Regions from separate parts of the Mus musculus genome. Here all the other regions are linked to region 3. The links are chromatin contacts, called in public HiCAR-type and HiChIP or PLAC-seq maps. All regions are on one chromosome and are shown on one strand. The core of a region is the stretch at or near the end of the contact, and the rest is flanking DNA. Distances in the headings are between cores, read along the strand shown.

Evidence for each region. HiCAR-type assays count read pairs that join an accessible place to other places. HiChIP or PLAC-seq counts read pairs in DNA pulled down with a chosen protein or histone mark.
Region 1: a HiCAR-type map of astrocytes shows a contact between it and region 3, with 2.4 times the contacts expected there. The contact joins the promoter of Dok7 here to the promoter of Fgfr3 in region 3. A contact is called at or near these places in 1 of 39 promoter capture datasets (liver), 1 of 115 datasets of contacts at active chromatin or transcription factors (astrocytes) and 1 of 9 other capture datasets (adipose tissue).
Region 2: a contact with region 3 is called in an H3K4me3 HiChIP or PLAC-seq map of embryonic stem cells, with 9 times the contacts expected there. The contact joins the promoter of A930033C23Rik here to the promoter of Fgfr3 in region 3. A contact is called at or near these places in 9 of 484 Hi-C or Micro-C datasets (all in embryonic stem cells), 2 of 115 datasets of contacts at active chromatin or transcription factors (both in embryonic stem cells) and 1 of 9 other capture datasets (embryonic stem cells).

The regions. Positions count from the first base shown.
Region 1 is chr5:35,055,454-35,058,252 of GRCm38.p6, reverse strand. Dok7 (docking protein 7) reads right to left here and starts at 1,487. Exons shown (of 10, transcript NM_001348478.1): 1 at 1,265-1,487; 2 at 1,116-1,161. The coding sequence starts at 1,318.
Region 2 is chr5:35,398,184-35,400,883 of GRCm38.p6, reverse strand. It overlaps A930033C23Rik (a long non-coding RNA gene), which reads left to right and starts at 1,329. Exons shown (of 3, transcript XR_003955880.1): 1 at 1,329-2,059; 2 at 2,196-2,700. It also overlaps a transcript of Hmx1 not described here.
Region 3 is chr5:33,720,454-33,723,153 of GRCm38.p6, reverse strand. Fgfr3 (fibroblast growth factor receptor 3) reads right to left here and starts at 1,430. Exons shown (of 18, transcript NM_008010.5): 1 at 1,226-1,430; 2 at 643-848. The coding sequence starts at 745. RefSeq lists enhancers at 960-1,018, 849-1,225 and promoters at 1,381-1,585, 745-1,585.

The DNA.
Region 1 (2,799 bases), core at 238-2,737, 1.3 Mb before region 3:
TGCTCTCTGGGACAGACCTAACTCCATAGTCTTCCCCAGGATCCCTCACCAGCCAGACTGGTACACACGGACCACAGCTGATCAAAGCCACTTAAATTCTCTGTGGACTTTACTTCTCTACTGCTCCATCCAGCCCCCAAGCCTGGCAGTGTCCAGGGTCCCTTCCCCTCCCCAGTCTCCAATCACCCTCTCCCCGGATATCCTGGAATGCCAAAGACAAGAACCGTGCCCCCCCCCCCCCCCGAAGCCCTCCAGGCTTTGCCACAGAAGGTCTGGGCTTGAAGGACTGAGTGAAGACACCGTGGAACCAGGAGCCAGACAAAAGGAGACTGTTCACAAAAGCAGCTAGTGAATTGTGCCACCCCTCCAGGGAGCTGACAGGCACCAGCATCCTGGAAGTCACTCTGGCTGCCTGCACATGTGTGAGGCAGCCACACACGCGCCCCCACCCAACTTCCCCTACAGACCCCTGGATCCTGGGCCAACTCCAAGGCACCTGTCTCCCGAAACAGCTGCAGTCCCAGGCTGGAGCTGCAGAGCTGCCCTGGCTCCTTCCTGGCTCTCCTCATACTGAGGGGAGCAGACCCTGGTACCACTTTCTTTTCTCAGAAGTGTGTCTCCCCCAAACAAAGTAAAGGTCCTGGGACACAGAAACAGGACTCTTCCTACCTGGCAGACCATCTTTTCTCTACCTGAGGGTATGGGATTGGGAGGAGGTGGCACTGCTTGGGATGCGGCTTAGGAATTCCTGATACATTTTCACCAGGACACCTATATCACCGAGGCACATTCTGCCTGCTCCTCCATGGGTAGGCTGCAGCCCCTCTGGGCTTCTGCTGGTCCAGGAAAGGTGTTGGCCCACACAGGAACTGGGACCCCCACAACACCACACTCGGGGACCGGTTAGGTCTGTGTTGCGGGTGGCCAGGTCCCAGGGTCCGGGCGCCCGAGCGGCTTCGACTCTCCGGTTACCGCCGTGGGGCTGGGTTTCAGCGGCTCCCCCGCGGCTATTTCGGGAGAGCTGGCACCTCAGCCACCGGTTGTAGGGCCGGCAGGGTCCGGATGGCTCGCTGAGACCCGCCACCCGCCGTCCCGCCCGCGGCCCCGCCGCTCACCTGCCACCGGCGATGGCTTGCGCAGCACCAGCCACCTACTCTTCCACTGCGGAGACAGGACAGCGTGAGAAGCCGCCCGCGCGCGCCCGCTCCGCGCCCCCGCCCCCACCCAAGCGCGCCCCCGCCCCGCGCCCCCGCGGCGCCCCAACCTTCTTGCCGTCCCGCAGCTTGACCTGGCCCTCCACCAGCGCTGCCTCGGTCATCTTCTGTCATGGTTCCCGCCGCCCGCTGCGCCCTCTCCACGCGTCCTGGGCGCCTGAGCCCAGGGTCACTTTCAAAATAGCTCCGGGAGGGCCTTGGGCTGCGCCAGGAGGGCGGGCCCGGCGCGGCGGGCGGGGCGCAGCGACACGGGGACCTGGATGTGGGGGAGACTGGGCGGGGCACCCCGGGCCTCAGTCTTTAAGACCCTAGTAAAGTGCAAGCCAGTAGGTGGCAGTGGCCTTGGACAGCCTCTGCACTCTGCTGGCTGCCAGCCCACGCTGCTCCTGCCAGGTCTCAGGACCACTGCTTAAGACCATCTGAAGCAGCCTCTGGAGAACGAAACTCAGCCTGGGAGGAGAAACTGGGACAGGGGCAGTTTCCCAAAGGGAAGAAAACTGTCCCAAGACAACCCCACAGAAGGCTTTGTGGCCTTGTGCCTGCCCAGTCCCAGTTTTGGTTTGGCTTCAATGGCTTCATCCTTTGCACCTGCCCTTCCTCCATCTCATGGGGCCACGAGGCACCCCTGACAACAGACCAACAGCCCAGGTCCAATACATTATCCAGTCCCTAGGCCTTCCCCATCGCCAGAGGTGGCCGCCCTCCAGGCAGATGAGAAAGTGGGCATATGTACTCTTCAGGTCACTGTCCCTCCCATTCAACTTGAGTATCTGGCAGAGCAGACCTCAGTGGCTGCCAGGACCAGAGCCCACTATGTCACCTCATTGCCCCAGGTCTCCCTGGCTGGTCTCTCCTACTTCTGAAGGCCAGCTTGCACCAGCCTTACAGCATGAAGAGCCTAGGGATCCATGCTGCCTGGGAACAGCCTCACCTAGTATCCCCCTGTCCAGCCAAATGCCCTCAGAGCCTCTGAATTTCTCTACCCCAGCCTGTTGCCCAGGTTAAGGTTGCTTAAGGCCGGTGCTAAGTTTTATACCACCACCCCAGCTTACTGTGGAACTTAAGCATTTGTTAGACCTATGTCATAGACTCCCCAGATACATGACTTAGCACCCCAGGGAACAGAGAACACCCACAATTGCCAACTAACTGCATCTAGCAAAATAAACTCAGACACACAATGAAGCTTGATGAATTTGCCCATCCTGATCCCCGACCCCAAGGAGCTCTGACCCGGGTAGAAAAGGGCTACGTGTCAAACTGTTCGCGCAGTGCGTGCGTCTTCACTATATCCTGCCCAGACTCTTTAGACTGCTTCCTGTCTACCCCTTATAGAGAAACTGAGGGTCAGAGTGGTGTCAGGACTCATGGCCAGGATGGACCCACAAGTACTGACCCCAGAGCAGTACTCAACCCGAGAGTCCTTGCCACAGCCCCTCTAGAGAATCTGGAGGGCAAACCTTCAGTGGGTCACAGGGCTGCTTTTAATGTTTTCCTGGTTATCTTGATGGGGAGAGGGCACCAGGTCTAGGAAGGCACTCTATATGTTCCTCTATCCTGTATAACCTATGTGGCACACCAGTGC
Region 2 (2,700 bases), core at 80-2,579, 1.7 Mb before region 3:
GAGCCGTGAGGACATACTGGGTTTTTATTTGTGTTTATTTTGCTGACAATTTGCCAGTCCCACCTGGAAAGCTCAAACCCCCAGCCTGGGGGGGGGTGTCTCTCAGTTTAAACCTTTACTGTATCTAAGTGAAAACGAACTTTTTTTTTCCTTTAAGGATTTGGTGAGAGGTTCCACACTATACAAGTGGATTCCATACTCTTGAGAACTTCAGGGCTTGTAAACTTCAGGTGGGGTCTATAAAGCTAGCATTTAGGAGGTGAGTGAGGTTAAGAGGGCCAGGAGCTGGAAGTCAGCCTGAGCTACAAGGCAGATCTTATCATAATAATAGTAATAATAATAATAATAATAATAATAATAAGCAGACTTGTCTGTCTGGAGTGAGTTTTCATCTTGGAGGCCGGAAGAGAGCTTTTCTTCCAGCATGCTTGATCACACCTTTAATTTTTCTGCTCCGACAATACATTTCCTATTTGCAAACAAACCAATGAACGGGTTAGTGAACGCTCAGGCTTGAAGCCTACTTGAAACCTTGAATTTCATCGCCAGCCCTGCAAAACTAAGAATATGTCAAAATCAAAACAAAACTCAGCCAGGATTGGTGGTGGCAAACCTTTAATCTCAACAGATTAAAGGCACATGGATCTCTCTCTCAGCTCGAGGCCAGACTGGTCTACACAGAGAGACAAAACAACAACAACAACAACATTTAAAGAAAAGATAAAGAAAAAGAAAAAAACTCAGCTATCCGTGGGTGCCTGAATTTGGAAAGCCCCTTCTGTGTGTGTGCGCGCTCGCGCGTGTGCGCGTGTGTTTAATTTTCTATACCGAACACCGCTTCTCTGCGCGCAGATGGGGACGTGCAGAACCGATTGGCTAGCGGCCGGGGAGGCCTGCCTGGGCCCTGCTTGCCCCGGCAGAAGGGCCGAAGCATGGGTCCGTGTCCCAGGGCAGGGGCCCAAGCGGTCGCTGTGCTTCGGAGCTGCCTGGCTCTTCTCCGGTCTGAGTCGGAAGGTTCGAGGGTCTGACTCCGGAAGCCTCTGAAGATCTAGTCTAAGGTGAGCGCCAGGTTCCCCGCGGACCACCGGTTACATCCCGCCGCCCTGCGCGCCTCGCCGGCTCCGGAGCGCGTCGCCTCCCCGCGGGCTGCGGGTCCCAGGGGCGAGGTCCTCGGCGCGGCGGAGGGTGGAGGGCCGAGGGGCGGCTCTTAAGGAAAAGAAGTTGAATCATCAGAGAAACCATTAGGCTAATGTGATGTGCTGTAAGGCGTGGGATCAATGCGGCCAGGCCGCTGGGGTGGGGGGGGGGGTGGGGGTTGCCGCCGAGCATGCGAGGCTCCTGCCCATTTGGGGGAAATGGATTTTAGAAATTTCAGAAAGAAAACTCAATCCAAATCTAGATGTAAAGGCGCTGTGGTTGTCAAGCTTCGAGAGCCATTTATGTCGTGTAGGAACAGTGACCTCGGTGGGGTGAAGCCAACATCAGGTGGGTACAGTGACCTCAAGGGGCGAAGCCAAGAGTGAGGTTCTAAAGAAACAGATGAAAGAGAGTTCTGACACTGGATGAGGGATGGCAGAGCTCCTGGGGAAGTGACAGTGGCTCCTCAGCTGGACATTTTGGAACCTTAGATTCCCTCAGACAGTGGCTTCTACTCCTCCATGTTTGGGCAGAGAGTTGGATACTAAGATACCCAAACCTATGCAGAGCCCACTCTGAGCGCAAGACCCTAGGCTTAGGGGCACAATGCTCTCCCAACTAGTCCTATGTTGCTACGAGGGACATCGAATCCCACAGTAAAGGCAAGGCTCAGGCCCTGGATCAGAGCCTGGGCACATGGCTCCACCAGGTAGGTCCCATGATATTAAGGTGGGTGAATAGAGGCCCCAGAAAAGAATGAGCTTCTTCAAGATTTGAACAGCGTCCCCATTCCATTCTCTCTGTCCCCCAAAAGCCCTTCTTCTTGCTGGCCCAAAGTATTGTTCCCTTCTAGAAAAAAGAGGAGGGGTGTGGGCTGCGACATATCTTGGGGCCACAATGGACTTGTACATACAATGACCAGGTAAGACTGGGCCTGGACACTGCTGGGGAGCGGGGATGCTCAGAGGCAAGCCTCCCGTTCTTCACAGCCGCCCTTAGGAGGTAAAGTGGATCCGGAAAATGATTAAGGTCTTTTCTCCACAACCAATTTCGGTCAGCCCTAAGGGCACGTGGCATCATTCTGCTTGCTTGCTTATCATTGTTTGCTGTCTGAACGGCCTGGAGGTCTGAGGAAGTCCTACTAGGCTCCGGGTGAGTTCTAGCTTCTGTCTCCAAGCTTTTAAAAAGGAAACGAATGAATTCCAGTGTAGGGCCCTCAGATCTACTCCCTGGTGTAGAGAACTCTCTGGAAGGAGTTGAGAGACAGTGGGCTCTCCCACTTCTGGCCCCCTCATTTGCCCAGTTGAAAAGAAATCCCAACATTGCTTCCGTCTCCCAGATCACGGGATGCGTGAGCCTTGGAGTCAGACTGGGACTGATTATTTTTCGAACACACAACTAGGATAGCACCCCTGTCTTTTGTGGGGGCACTGTGCAGCTGCGAGGCTCGGCGCTCGCAGTCTTAAGATGGGAGTATCGGGCCCCATCCCAGCCACGGGGATCCAGGAAAGACACAGAGCATAGTGAGCTTCCCCCTGCCCCCTGTGTGCTAGGGAAGGTCTG
Region 3 (2,700 bases), core at 181-2,680:
AGTGTCCCATCGGACTTTGGTGGCCAGCGGGACTACCTAGGCGGCGCCAAGATCCTGGGACAACCGCCCCTCATCTCCCAGCGTGCGGCCTGAAGGGCAGTCTGTGCGCGCCCCTGGGAACCGACCCCTCAGGCCGCCTACAGGATAAGAGGGGAGCAGCCGCACTGAAGCTGTCACCTTGTCATGCGAAACCCTGAAGCTGAGCTTTGGCTGGGATACTACTATCCACCCCGCAACGTCCAGCCTTCCTTTAGCTGAAGCAGAGGAAGAACTGTTCCGGGAGAACGGCTGAATCAATAACAGGCATTTTTCCTCCTCTCAAATTCGAGAAGCAACAATAGGAATCGTGGGAAGTCAGCTCGCGCGCCTTCCCAACGCCCCTCTGCCTGGGACCACCGTCACGGGCACCGGTCCACGTGACGCCTCGCACTTGGGTGGTGGCTCCCAGCCTACAGACACCCCTATAAACTGCCGCGTCCGAGCTGACAGCGATCTGCGGGGCAGGGGACAAACCTCGGCGCACTAGCCCCTGTGGTGCTAATCAACCCGACGCCCCTTCCTCACCCAAGGGCTGTTCACCATTGCCAAAGCCCCTGTGATTCAGGGCCGGCCCCCAGAAGAACACCTTGGGTCAGTCCTTACCTGCCGCTCTCCGCACAACTCGCTGCTCTGGACCAGGAGGCTCGGAAGTAGCTCCAGCCACGACCGCCACGCAGAACACTAGCACGCAGGCCGGGACTACCATGGCTCCAGAGCGGGGGCCGCGGCGTCCTCAAGCAGCGCGCGCGGGCATGCTGCAACCCCCCACGCCCGGCTCCGGCGCCGGTGGGAGAACGCCTCTGTGGAGACTACAGGAGGAGAGCACTGAGTTACTCCGGAGGGCAGCGGGGAAGCGCGGCCTCGCTCCTGAACCCCGACCCCCGGCCGCCCCGCCCGCCGACTCCTAGCTCTCTCCCGGGCTGCCTGGCGCCGGCCGCCTCCTCCCAGCCGCGGTTCCTCCCTCCTCCTTCCCTCCCTGGTTGCCGCAGAGCCCTCCCAGGACGGAGGCAGTAGCCGCAAACTTTCCAGAGCGGGAAGCCCGCGCCTTGCCCCGGCCTCGCCGCACTTACGAACCGCTCCACTTCCCGCATATCTCACCCCCTGACTGCTTCTGAGCCCGCCCGGAACCTCCGAGTGCCAGCCGAGTCCTTCACACTAACCTGGCGGCCGCTAGAGCCCAACTCACCACGCGCGGCTCCGTCTCTCGGCCCGCTTTTCCAGGGTCTCCTCTGTCCCAGTGGCCGGCCGCCCACCACTGAGTCCCCCCGCCGGAGTGGATCGCACGGCGCCAGCTGCTCCCGCCACCCCCGCTGCCACAGTGCACTGAACTGGGGCTGCCCGGCGCGCAGCAGCCCGGGCGGGGGTTGGGGGGTGCTCCCGCCACGCCCCGAACACTCCCCTTCCCCGGCGGCCAGGGGGCGGGAGATCCGAAGAGGCGTGGTCAGGCGGGGGCGCCGGGCGGTCCCAGAGGGCGTGGGAGCCCAGCTGGGGCGGAGCAGGCGAGGCAAGGGTCGCACGCTCGACCCCTTGAAGCAATGCCGAGCTCAGGACTGTCTACCAGCACGCTTCTCCCTCCAATAAAGCTGTGCTCAAGGGCTCAGAAGGTTGACTTCGGTGGGGGTCTAGGTGTTAGGGCGTCTTCACAGTGAACTGGCCCCCTGAGCTGAATGAACCCTGTGCAAAGAGCACTAAATCCTCAGGTACAAAGCCTGACAGTTCCAGGAAGACAAATACAAATACGTGTGAACAGGTCTTCCAGTGAAGGATGGAGCAGAGTTTACATGATGAAAGACCCAGGGATTGCACCCTAGAAAAGACGGACACGCTGCTGTATTTATCAAACTAACCAGCTGCCTGCATCCTGCTCAGGAACGATGTCCACACTTCCCCAAGAACACACAGGTTTTGGAAGAAACTTACCCAGCCTCTCGGAATAGCGAGAAGAGCTGGGGATACAAAGCAGGGGAGCCTGCCCTACCCTAAGGCTGCCTGAACTCCAACCTATGGATGTCCTAGCACAGCACGCCCATCATGTGGGACACATTCCATCTGGGGAGTGTCACAATGACAGCTGGTCCCTGGAGGATCAGCCTGGTCACCCCATCATGCTGGCAAGCTGTAGGTCCTGCCTGGCAGAACTTCTGTAACAGCAACCACCCTGTGACTGATGGCCTCTCTACCCTCACAAGGCAGGGAACCTTGTCTCACTTTCAGACAAGTTCCACAAGGTCTGATGAAGCCTATGGGAGCCAGATACATGGGGACCTGGCTCAGTGCTTCTGCCCAGTCTGGCTGTATGTGGCTTGAAGAACTTAAAACTGCTCATGGGGGGGGTGGGGGGGGGAATGGCTCGTGGGTTACGAACACCTTTCACTGGCTTACTCATCACCCTTATCTTTCCCAGATAGCTGAGCAGGGAAAGCCCTGGCCCCAGAACCCTCATGCTCTCATCCCTGTGTGTCCACCCTAGAGCTGGGCAGCTCTGCCTACTGTTACTCCTGCTCTGGCCAAGGACCCCTCCCTGCAGACTGGCTAGAATCCAGTCCTGGGTTCCCATGGCACCCCCAGGCAGCTGCCCACAGGTCCTCTCCCAGGATGCCACCCCAGGGGGTCATAGCAGACATTCTCCCCTAATCTATTGGCAGATTAGTTATCAGTAAA